Linked DNA regions of Gossypium hirsutum: region 2 is linked to region 1. The links are chromatin contacts, called in public Hi-C maps. All regions are on one chromosome and are shown on one strand. The core of a region is the stretch at or near the end of the contact, and the rest is flanking DNA. Distances in the headings are between cores, read along the strand shown. Region 1 holds the start of LOC107893900 (pentatricopeptide repeat-containing protein MRL1, chloroplastic). Region 2 holds the start of LOC107903715 (tRNA-dihydrouridine(47) synthase [NAD(P)(+)]-like).

Region 1 (4,665 bases), core at 662-3,161:
CTTCTCCTGAATCAAGTGTTTTTTTCCCTTGTCTCTTGGAGATTCCATACCCCTTCCCACGTCTTTTCTTTTGTGAGAAAAGCCCCCTTGGAAATTTGCCTGAGTTACTTTTCCTTCAACCATATCTGGATAAGAAGTGCCCTTTAAACAATGTTAGTAACCAGGGAAGCCAAAAAGCAGGACTAACTGCTGAAATATGGATCAAAATAAAGAAAAGAGAGATGTTAATGCTAACTACAACATACATTAAAATGGGATCATAATGACAGATGTCTTTTTTTGGCATAACCTGCTGTTTGGAGAGAATTCTTTGCTGATAATGCATCTTTGTTTAGTTCACTGTTCGGCTTCAGCTTCAGTGAAGAAAACTTATTGCTATTTGAAGAGAGAACATGAGAAGACACTGGTCTTAGAGTCAAGTTTGATGAAGATTTTGCCACCAAGTGATCAGCCTCGTAGAAGGTGTGAAGCTCTTCTCTGCCGGATTCTCTGAATATGTCATAATTTCTAACTTTATCTTCTCCGACAAGGACAACAGCATCTTCTACTAGAACAGAAGAAGCACTAGACTTGGGTTCCACAGCTAGTCTAGGGTAATCAGCTTCAAATTCATTTACTCGTTCTTCCAAATGAAGTCCTGACCTTTGTGTTGCAAAGGTAAGTGGCTGTCCTGCTCCTGATTCAAGCAGCACAGTAGGTTGAAGAGGTAGAACAGTAGTTCCAGATTCTTCAAGAACATCAGAATCATTAGTATTAAATGCAAGAAAATCAGCACCATTTGACTCTGATGCCTTAGACAACGTGGAATCACCATTCACCACAGCAGTTTCTTGCAAAAACACCTCTTTACTTTCAGAAGCATCATTCACTTCCTTCATGTGCTCTGTCAAACCGCCATTTTCTTTTGCAAAAGTATCCCTTTGAAGATCCCCCGCCTCCAAAATCTGATGGTCAGCAGTCTGGATCACCACATCTTTTCCTTGTCGTTGTTGACGTAAGGCAGAACGTGACGAACCAGATACCTGTGCGTGGGCATCATAATCGAAAAAGTTAGTCACGTCTAAAAAAACTCAACTAAATCCAAAGGCAACCCAAATTTCAGAATTTAGTGAATCCTAATATAGAAAGGAAAATCATCAGAATTACCATGACATAAACTGTGCACCCAAGTTAGTTCTGCAACAATTATAATATAAGCATCAAGGAATATAAATTTATGATCAAAAACGTCTTCTGAATGTTTAAACCAACTTTCTCATTTTTAGCTGTGCATTCACAACTCAAAATTTTCAAACCTTCTCGGATAGTTCTTTCCAAAACAACCATAATCCCACGTCCCAACACTTGAATAATGAAAACCAGCTACCCCAATTCAGCAGAACTTTAGCTAAACCAGACTTCAATTCAATCAGTTAAGTAAACTCACCTTTTTTAAAGTCTGACTCTTTCTAAAAAATTGATTATAGAAAGCAAGAGAAAAAGCAGATAAAGCGGTTACACCGATGAGAACGAAAACCAAATTGGAGTCGATAGAAACTCTGGAAACAAAGCGGGGAGGTTGGAGGCGCAGAAAGGTCAAGTTTTTGCGTTTCCTTCGGAGAGAAGAAGCACCTCCGGGAGGCCAGAGGGAGTGAGTGAAACCAAGGAATTGTCGGCTGATTAGAGGACGGGTAGTGGAAGAGGAGAATGGGTAAGAAGGTAGGAAATTTGGGGTTTGGAATTTTGGAGACAAGAAGATTAAGTTGGAATCCATAGAAAGAAGCTCAAAGAAAAAAAAAAGAGAGGATAGAGTGGCAAAAGAGAGAGGAGAGGAGCTTATCGAGTTCAACGAAATGAACGATGTTCAGTTTCAGTTGTTATTAGTGATCCACTACCGGATATTGTTGCTGACGTAGCAAAAAATGTCTCTCCTCTTTTTCTTCAATTAAAATGTTATTTTCAAAGGAAAAGAGAAACTAAAAAAGGTTAATTTCCTAGGTCAAATTCTGCGTTTTTATTCTTCAATTAGATAAATTTTAGTTATTTTATTTTGATTAATTTTAGTTTATGTGGTTAAATTTTGTTATCAGTGATATACTATGTTTAAAGTTGGTTCATTTTCTTCAATTAAATCATTTTTAGCCTCTATTTTTTGAATTTAAAATTTTTAATTTTGATGCAAAAGATAATCGTTAATATATTAACTTTCTTTCTGTAAGTAATATGTGAAAATAATAAATTGATAAATTAATATAACAAAACTTAATAAATTTAATAATTATTATTTGCTTAAGATTAAATTTCTAAATTTTAAACTACATAAAAATCTCGTCTATACCGAAGTTATGTTTATATCAAATCTAAGGCCAAAGTTTATAGTTGATGTTAATAATGCATTTGTTGAAGTTTTGAAGCAATAAGAATAAAGGGCATAATATGCCATTATTTGTGATGCATATGTTGAGTTACTTCTATTCTTGTGAGGGAAGAATGTTGGAGACATTTATTATATTTTTGGCTTTGACAATATGCCTAATTTTTTTACATAGAGTTATTGAGGTTATTACTTGCAAGATTGTTAATATAAATCTACTTTTGCTAAATTATTATTATTATTAAATTTTAAAGTTTAAAAGAATTGTCAACGTTTTAATTGTCAACGTATTATAATGTTTTATTAATATTGAGATTAAAGTCTTTGTTGTGTTGACTTCACTATCTACTACGAGTGTTTTTTATTTTTTTCTCTGAATTATATAGTTCTATTCATTGAATTGAGAATAATTGACTTGAAAGGTATATAAAAGTATGGAGTAAATTAAGCTTTCTTGCCCCATATAATGAAATTATTTTAAACTTAATTCTAGTATTTATTGGGTTATATTTGACAAATTTAAGGGGCTAAATTATCAATAAATGCCGAATTTTTTTAAAATTTACCAAATTATGTCTTATTTGGAAGAATTACAAGAATAGGCCGATTTTGCGAAATGCTTCCAGCTGGAAGCGTTTTCAGGTGAAATTCAAAAAAACGAGTCCAAGTGAAAATATTGTCAAGTGATTTGCAAAAAATACTTTCAACTAGAAATGCTTTCAGCTACATCAGTACTAAAAATGAAAGAACCAATTTTTTTATTGAACTTCTTTTTATAACGATAATATTTGTACAAAATTTTATAATGTTTTGTTTTGTTAGAATTTAATGTTATATAAAATTTTCTTTAATTTTTAAAAATTAAGGGTAGTCTTTAATTTTATGTTATTAGTTGAAAGAGTAAGCAATTTCACATTGTCTAGAAATAAGCTGTAAATAGATTATGAATTTATATATACCCATATCTCACATCACTTAAAAAAATAAGAGAAATAAAACTTGGGATTTATATAAAGATTTGTTTTGTAAATTTTATTTTCACATTAATAGGTGGTACCAAAAAAAAAATTATTGGTATTGCAACTTTTAGTGTTGATGTGAAGCTCAAAAAGCGTTTCCAATTGGAAGACTAAAAACCTTTCAACTGGACACTTTTTCATAAAATAGACTTATTCTCGTAATCCTTTCAAAAAATGGCCTAATCTAATAAAATTTTAAATAAGTTGGCATTTATTGATAATTTAGTCAATTTAAGGTAGCATTTATAATTTCATTTTTTTTAGTGTGAGACTTCTTCATTAAAAAAACAATGTTAAATTTATTTAAATTGCAATATATATTTATACATTTCAATGAAATTCTTAAATAAAAAAATTAGAAAAAAATTTATTATTAGACATTACGAAAATGTTCTTGTTTCCAACTCAAGCCATGCATTCATCACTAATTAAATTTATAGATTTAATTTTTTTTTTTAAAAAAGTATTTAGAATTGATGTTGTTTATTGATTTAATTAACAATTAAATTTAATATTCTAGAGTAGCTATGAAAAGAATTATTTTTTTAAATATGAAAATATTTATGTTGCGTTTGTTTCAATTAAAATAATTTTCAAAAAATGAGTTAAGAAAATTTATCAAATAATAAAAAATGTTTTACATAAAAACATTCAAATATAAAAAATTATTATAGTTTTCAAAAAATCATACTATTTTCTAAAAAACATTTTTCAAAAATTATTTTTAGTGAATCAAATAGATCCTAAATCCATAACTTACTGTAAAAACTAATAATAAATCTAACCAATTTCTAACATATTTTATTTCATTTAGGATCCAATTGTTAAACAAATATTTTTATTGGGTGATAAAACAACTTATAAAGCTTAACTAGTAATCATCCAATTAAGTCCTAGATACTGTAACACCCCTCACCAGTTCCGGTCACAGGAACCAAACAATTAAATGTTACGAATAAGTACAATCCAATACGAACAATATATAATTTAAAAAAATCAGTTTATTATAATTAATTCATAGATAATGTGTTTACACATAATTCTCGTAATTATACACTATGCAACATAGCAAATTGAATTCAATAAAGACCTATTTGAAATAGTCTAAGCATAATATGGATTTGAAAAATGAAATTTCAAAATCTTAAAATTGGTATCGATAATTCATAGTAGGTATCAATACTGCTTTGGTACCTTATGAAAATTTGATACCAAGTTATGATTCTGTTTATTACCTCAAAACATAAGTATCGATATTTATTATGTGGTATCGATATTTTATGAAAAAGTATC
Region 2 (4,845 bases), core at 1,743-4,242, 830 kb before region 1:
AGAACTATGAGAACAAAAAATTCGTAAACCATGCTGAGCTTTTAAGGTTGCAATAAATATTATTATCTTGTATAGGAAACATATGGATTTTACTTTTAATTGATTATGGTGCGTCATTTCATTTCATTTTTTCATGGTGCAAGTGGATTTTCCTTGCCCTTTCCATCATCCTCATATTTAGTATCTTCGAAGAAATGATGTTTCAAAGATGGTAAATAAGGTGCTGTAGTATTTTTTATATTTCACGCTAGGAATAAAATATAAAAGACTACTATTAGGAAAGTTGTGCCATAATCGTTGGTTTTGTCTTGAAGCTACATTATAGATCAATGGTGGAAGCTTAAATTGCACCAAAAATCATATTGCATTGATTAGCCATATGCCTCTACCTGCTACTCATGAAGTCTCATATAGGTCATGGCATTAAACCTACTGAACTTCGTGATAACTTTTCTCCTAAGCGGAGTTGGTTCTTTGCATATATGTTGTTCTAATTCATCCTTTCGATAACTCTGATGATTTGTTGTACCAAGTTCTCCATTATTCTACAACTGCATTGCCTGAAATTTTATGCTCGAGTGTCTTATCCTTCATTTTTGTGTTGCATTTGGAAAGCTCTAAACGAAGCATTAACTGCGGAGGTCCAACGATTAAAACTCGCTACTCAACAGCTAGGTGGTGATTCCGACCCTTCAAAAGGCATGGTTTCCGAGCCGCTTTCTGTTAATCAGCAGATGTTCCAGCTTAACATTTCTCATCAGATGCAGAAGCAGTCACCTCCACAGCCCCAACAACAGAATGGGAACACAACTGCAAAAACCGAGTTGAATCAGTAGCTTGGTCTCTGGGAAGCTTTGAAAACCCATGATACCCCCGTTTCTCTTCACCTCGGGTATTCATTAGTTTTCAACGTCCCGACTTCGGAGGATTTCAACCTGCATCAGATATTCTCCATCTTTAGATGATGGGACGAAGTAAAAACATACATCAGCTTGAATAATCATAATATCGGTTATAATCAAATCTTTTTAATTTATTTATTTATGATAGATAAATCATTTTGGAATGTAAGCATTAAGTTGACATACAGGATTTGTTTCATTAACATTACAAGAGTTGATCTTTAACTCTTCTGTTATATTCTTTTTTTTATTTAATTCTCTTCTCATTTCAGTAAAAGAGTTTGGGCATTTCATTTGAGCGACTCTGGTTTTTTTCTTTTGCAGTTTGTTCTATCAATTGATTTTCGATGTACTTTGGGTATTTGCACAAGTTGAGTTTTATTGCACCAAAATGTAGCAAAACCAAACTTGTGAACTGAGAGAGAAAGAAAGCTAGTGTTTTCATCCCATGTATGTGTTTAATCATTCACTAAGCAGGCAGTGTGATAAGATTGGGACTTGGAAGCAATTAATCTGAAATCTTTCTTTTTAAAATATCAGATCAGCAAAAACTTTTATCACAGAAGAGCTTTCTTTGGCATATTCAGAGCATAGTTTCTTGTTCATTTGTAAAAAGTTTGAAACTTACAGAACATTTGGTTGGCTGGCATGAATAGCGAACCCATTCTGGGTTTATTCCAAGGGGAATAATTATTCCATAATTTGGTTTAATAAATTCCTTATTCAGCCGATTTAGAATTTATATCTCATTACCGACAATAACGAATTACTATTCTTCATTCTTACTAAAGAATGGCTGTTCCGCACAACAGCGAATAGCATTTATATATATTTAAAATTTTACCCTCATCATTTCAAGTTAAACCAAGACAACTTTTGTTAAATTTGATTTGGTTTTTTCAATATCATTCTCACTACAGAGGCAATAAAACAACTTTTTCGGTTTTTTCTATTTAAGATTAGCACTAAGGATTTTAAGCCTTTAAATTTTAGGAGTTCACAACAATTAAGAAAACCAAAATGAAGACTTGGAGCGATGGAAGACCACAAAAAATGCAACGGAAGCTGAAGATTATTTTTGTAATCAAAGTTTATTGTTATTTTGTTTTTTGAAAAATCCAGTAGAAAATAAAAAAAGAAGTTACAAGAAATCTGTGATGAAATTCCATAAAGCCTTGACGATGGTTGATAGTGACAATGAGATCAGTTGCCACGATGATGAGTTAAGAATGGAAACATTCTGAACAAATCAAAGTTGGTCAATTAAATTAAATTAAAAAAAAAACCAGGTAGAACTCCAAAAAAAGAAGAAAGAGATAAAAGTAATATTAAAATAAAAATTTTATACTTTTATAAGTAGGATTTTAATAATATTTCTAAATTTTTAAATATGATTTTTAGATTTATTTTTGAAAATTAAATAAATTATTGGTAAATAATGTTATTATTATTTAATGTAAAAGGTGAAATTATTCATTTTCAAATAGTATGTTTTGACATAATATTTATAAATTTATTAAGAAATGAATAATATATTATACTATTAAGTATATTTATAATATATATTACTAAATTGTAATATTTAAATTTTCTACATATATTATTTTTATGAATTATATCAATTTTAATAATAATAGAATAATAAAAATATTATTATTTAATTTAAGGATCATAATATCGTTGAACACTTATTACTTTTCTCTTTCTTACTATCAATCTAGCCAGCTTAATACTATTACTTGTTTATTCTATTCAATCAACTAAACAATATAATATCTATTATTTTTATATTCTATTTCTACACATAATTAATACATTCCTAATTTATTCTATTTTATTAAACCAAACATGGCGATTGGATGGTAGAGTGGCTTAAGAGGTTAGACTCAAGTTCATGGTATGGCTTTAAATCTTTCTAATAATATTATCCTTTCCCTTTTAGATGAAACGACGCCGTTTGCTTTTTACTCTCCACCAAAACACGGCCTCGTTTTCGTCCTCACTCTCCTCATGAAAACGGCATCGTTTGCTTCTCAGGATAACAACGACATCGTTTTGTTTCTCACCGTCCGCGTAGTAAAGGCGCGGCACTTTTGCCCTGTGAATATGTGGTTACCCACGTTATGTACACTTACAACAACAATCCCACTGAACATAAACCCTAATCAGGAGCCACTCCTCGTTACTGGAAACAGAGCTTTAATCACTGCAGGAGATTGACAGGGAACTGAGTGCCCTCACCCAGCGAACTCGCCATCGATGGATGACTGTCCGAAAGATATCTGTGCGGTTACAGACTCTTCGACGGAAGGGGTCCCGGCTTCACAGCCGCCTTTGGACCCGAATGGAACTACTCAACGTTCACCGGAAGAGTTAGTAGCTCGAGCCATTGCACCTGTAAAGCGAGAGTTTCTTCGACCTCCACCATCCTCTAGAACCACCCAAAACAACCCCGCCTCTGACACCAACGTCAAGCAACCTCAGGCAAACGTTGTCCAGGAAAAGAAATCGAAGCGGCAACTCAAACGAGAGCGTCGTCAGGTCCCAATTTTCTTAACCTGATCTGTTTCCCTTTACAAAAGCAATTGTTATTTGCCGGCAGGGAAAAAAATCTTTTTTTTTTGTTGTTGTTGTTGTTGTAGTAGTGGAATGTAAATTGAAAAGTGATCGTTGAAGATTTGTTTTTCTCCTTCAGGAGCAAAATTCTCCTTTGAATCTATGTCCTGAGATAGCAAAGACGGGAGATGTCAATGCATGTTCTTATAAAGATAAATGTCGTTTCAGCCATGACATTGAAGCCTTTATGGCTCAGGTATTTGAATACCCATTTCCTGACTTTATAATTTGATCAAATCTTGCTAATTGGGTTTTTTTAATAGTTTTTTTTTTGTATGTAGAAACCGGCTGATCTAGAGGGTGACTGCCCATTTATAAAAGCTGATGCACCCTGCCCTTATGGTTTAGCCTGTAGATTTGCAGGCACGCATAAGGATAATGCTCCCATTGCTACTTCTAATTTATTGAAGAAAAGCTCTGAAGTCAATGGACTAAGCAAAGATGTTCAGAAGCTTTTGTGGAAAAACAAAATGCGCTTTACTAAAGCGGATGCTGTAGTTAAATCTCTTGGACTGGCGGTACAATGAAATAATTCTTTTATTGGTCCTTATTTCTTGCATTTCTGTTCATTCCATCTTGTTTTATAATCATTATGGTTTATTGTTAGTAACTTGTTATCAACGCGATAATTCAGGGGCCCAACTGGAAAGTAAAGAAGCTGGTAGATAAGGAGGAAGACGAAGTTGGTTTAGATGGTTCTCATGCTGCTGATGAGACCAATTGCAAAAAGGTGCTTGATGATTCAGTTGACTGTTCTGAGTGTCCTTCAACATTTCCAGCAGCAGTTAATGCTGAGGAGGCATGTGAAACTGATGAGTTGAGACCCTTGAAGAAGGCCAAGTTACTGGTTGATGAAAAGTGCTCTGATGAAGGGGAAGGTGATAGACTTCTTGTGGATTTTTTATTCTTTACTAATTTTTGAACTGATTAATCTAGTCTGTAACTCAGTTGTGTAAATTGACAGATGCAACTGTTTTGGAGAATGATAATGAAAAAAATTCTGCTGAAACTGAACTGGCAGATAATGTACTTGCAGAACCTGATAGGAGCCCCAAGATATGTAATTTGAAAGATGCGACTGTTCTTGAGAAGTATAATGAAAAAAAATCTGCTGAAACTGAACTGGCTGATGATGTACATGCAGAACCTGATAAGAGCCTCAAGATACACCCTCGTGAAAAGATGCTTATTGATTTTAGAGAGAAGTTGTATCTTGCTCCTCTAACCACAGTTGGGAATCTTCCTTTTCGTAGGGTTTGCAAAACACTGGGAGCAGATGTGACATGCGGTGAAATGGCAATGTGCACCAACCTTTTGCAGGTATGCA

The links. A called contact is a pair of places that touch in the nucleus more often than the background predicts.
Region 2: a contact with region 1 is called in a Hi-C map of leaf, with 2.2 times the contacts expected there. The contact joins the promoter of LOC107903715 here to the promoter of LOC107893900 in region 1. A contact is called at or near these places in 6 of 34 Hi-C or Micro-C datasets (callus, hypocotyl and leaf).

The regions. Positions count from the first base shown.
Region 1 is chrA13:42,711,805-42,716,469 of Gossypium_hirsutum_v2.1, reverse strand. LOC107893900 (pentatricopeptide repeat-containing protein MRL1, chloroplastic) reads right to left here and starts at 1,911. Exons shown (of 19, transcript XM_016819043.2): 1 at 1,427-1,911; 2 at 290-1,022; 3 at 1-125. The coding sequence starts at 1,753.
Region 2 is chrA13:43,539,270-43,544,114 of Gossypium_hirsutum_v2.1, reverse strand. LOC107903715 (tRNA-dihydrouridine(47) synthase [NAD(P)(+)]-like) reads left to right here and starts at 2,992. Exons shown (of 10, transcript XM_041086141.1): 1 at 2,992-3,443; 2 at 3,598-3,714; 3 at 3,800-4,036; 4 at 4,153-4,396; 5 at 4,555-4,838. The coding sequence starts at 3,162. It overlaps LOC107903717 (bZIP transcription factor 29), which reads left to right. Exons shown (of 5, transcript XM_016829861.2): 5 at 616-1,200. The coding sequence ends at 836.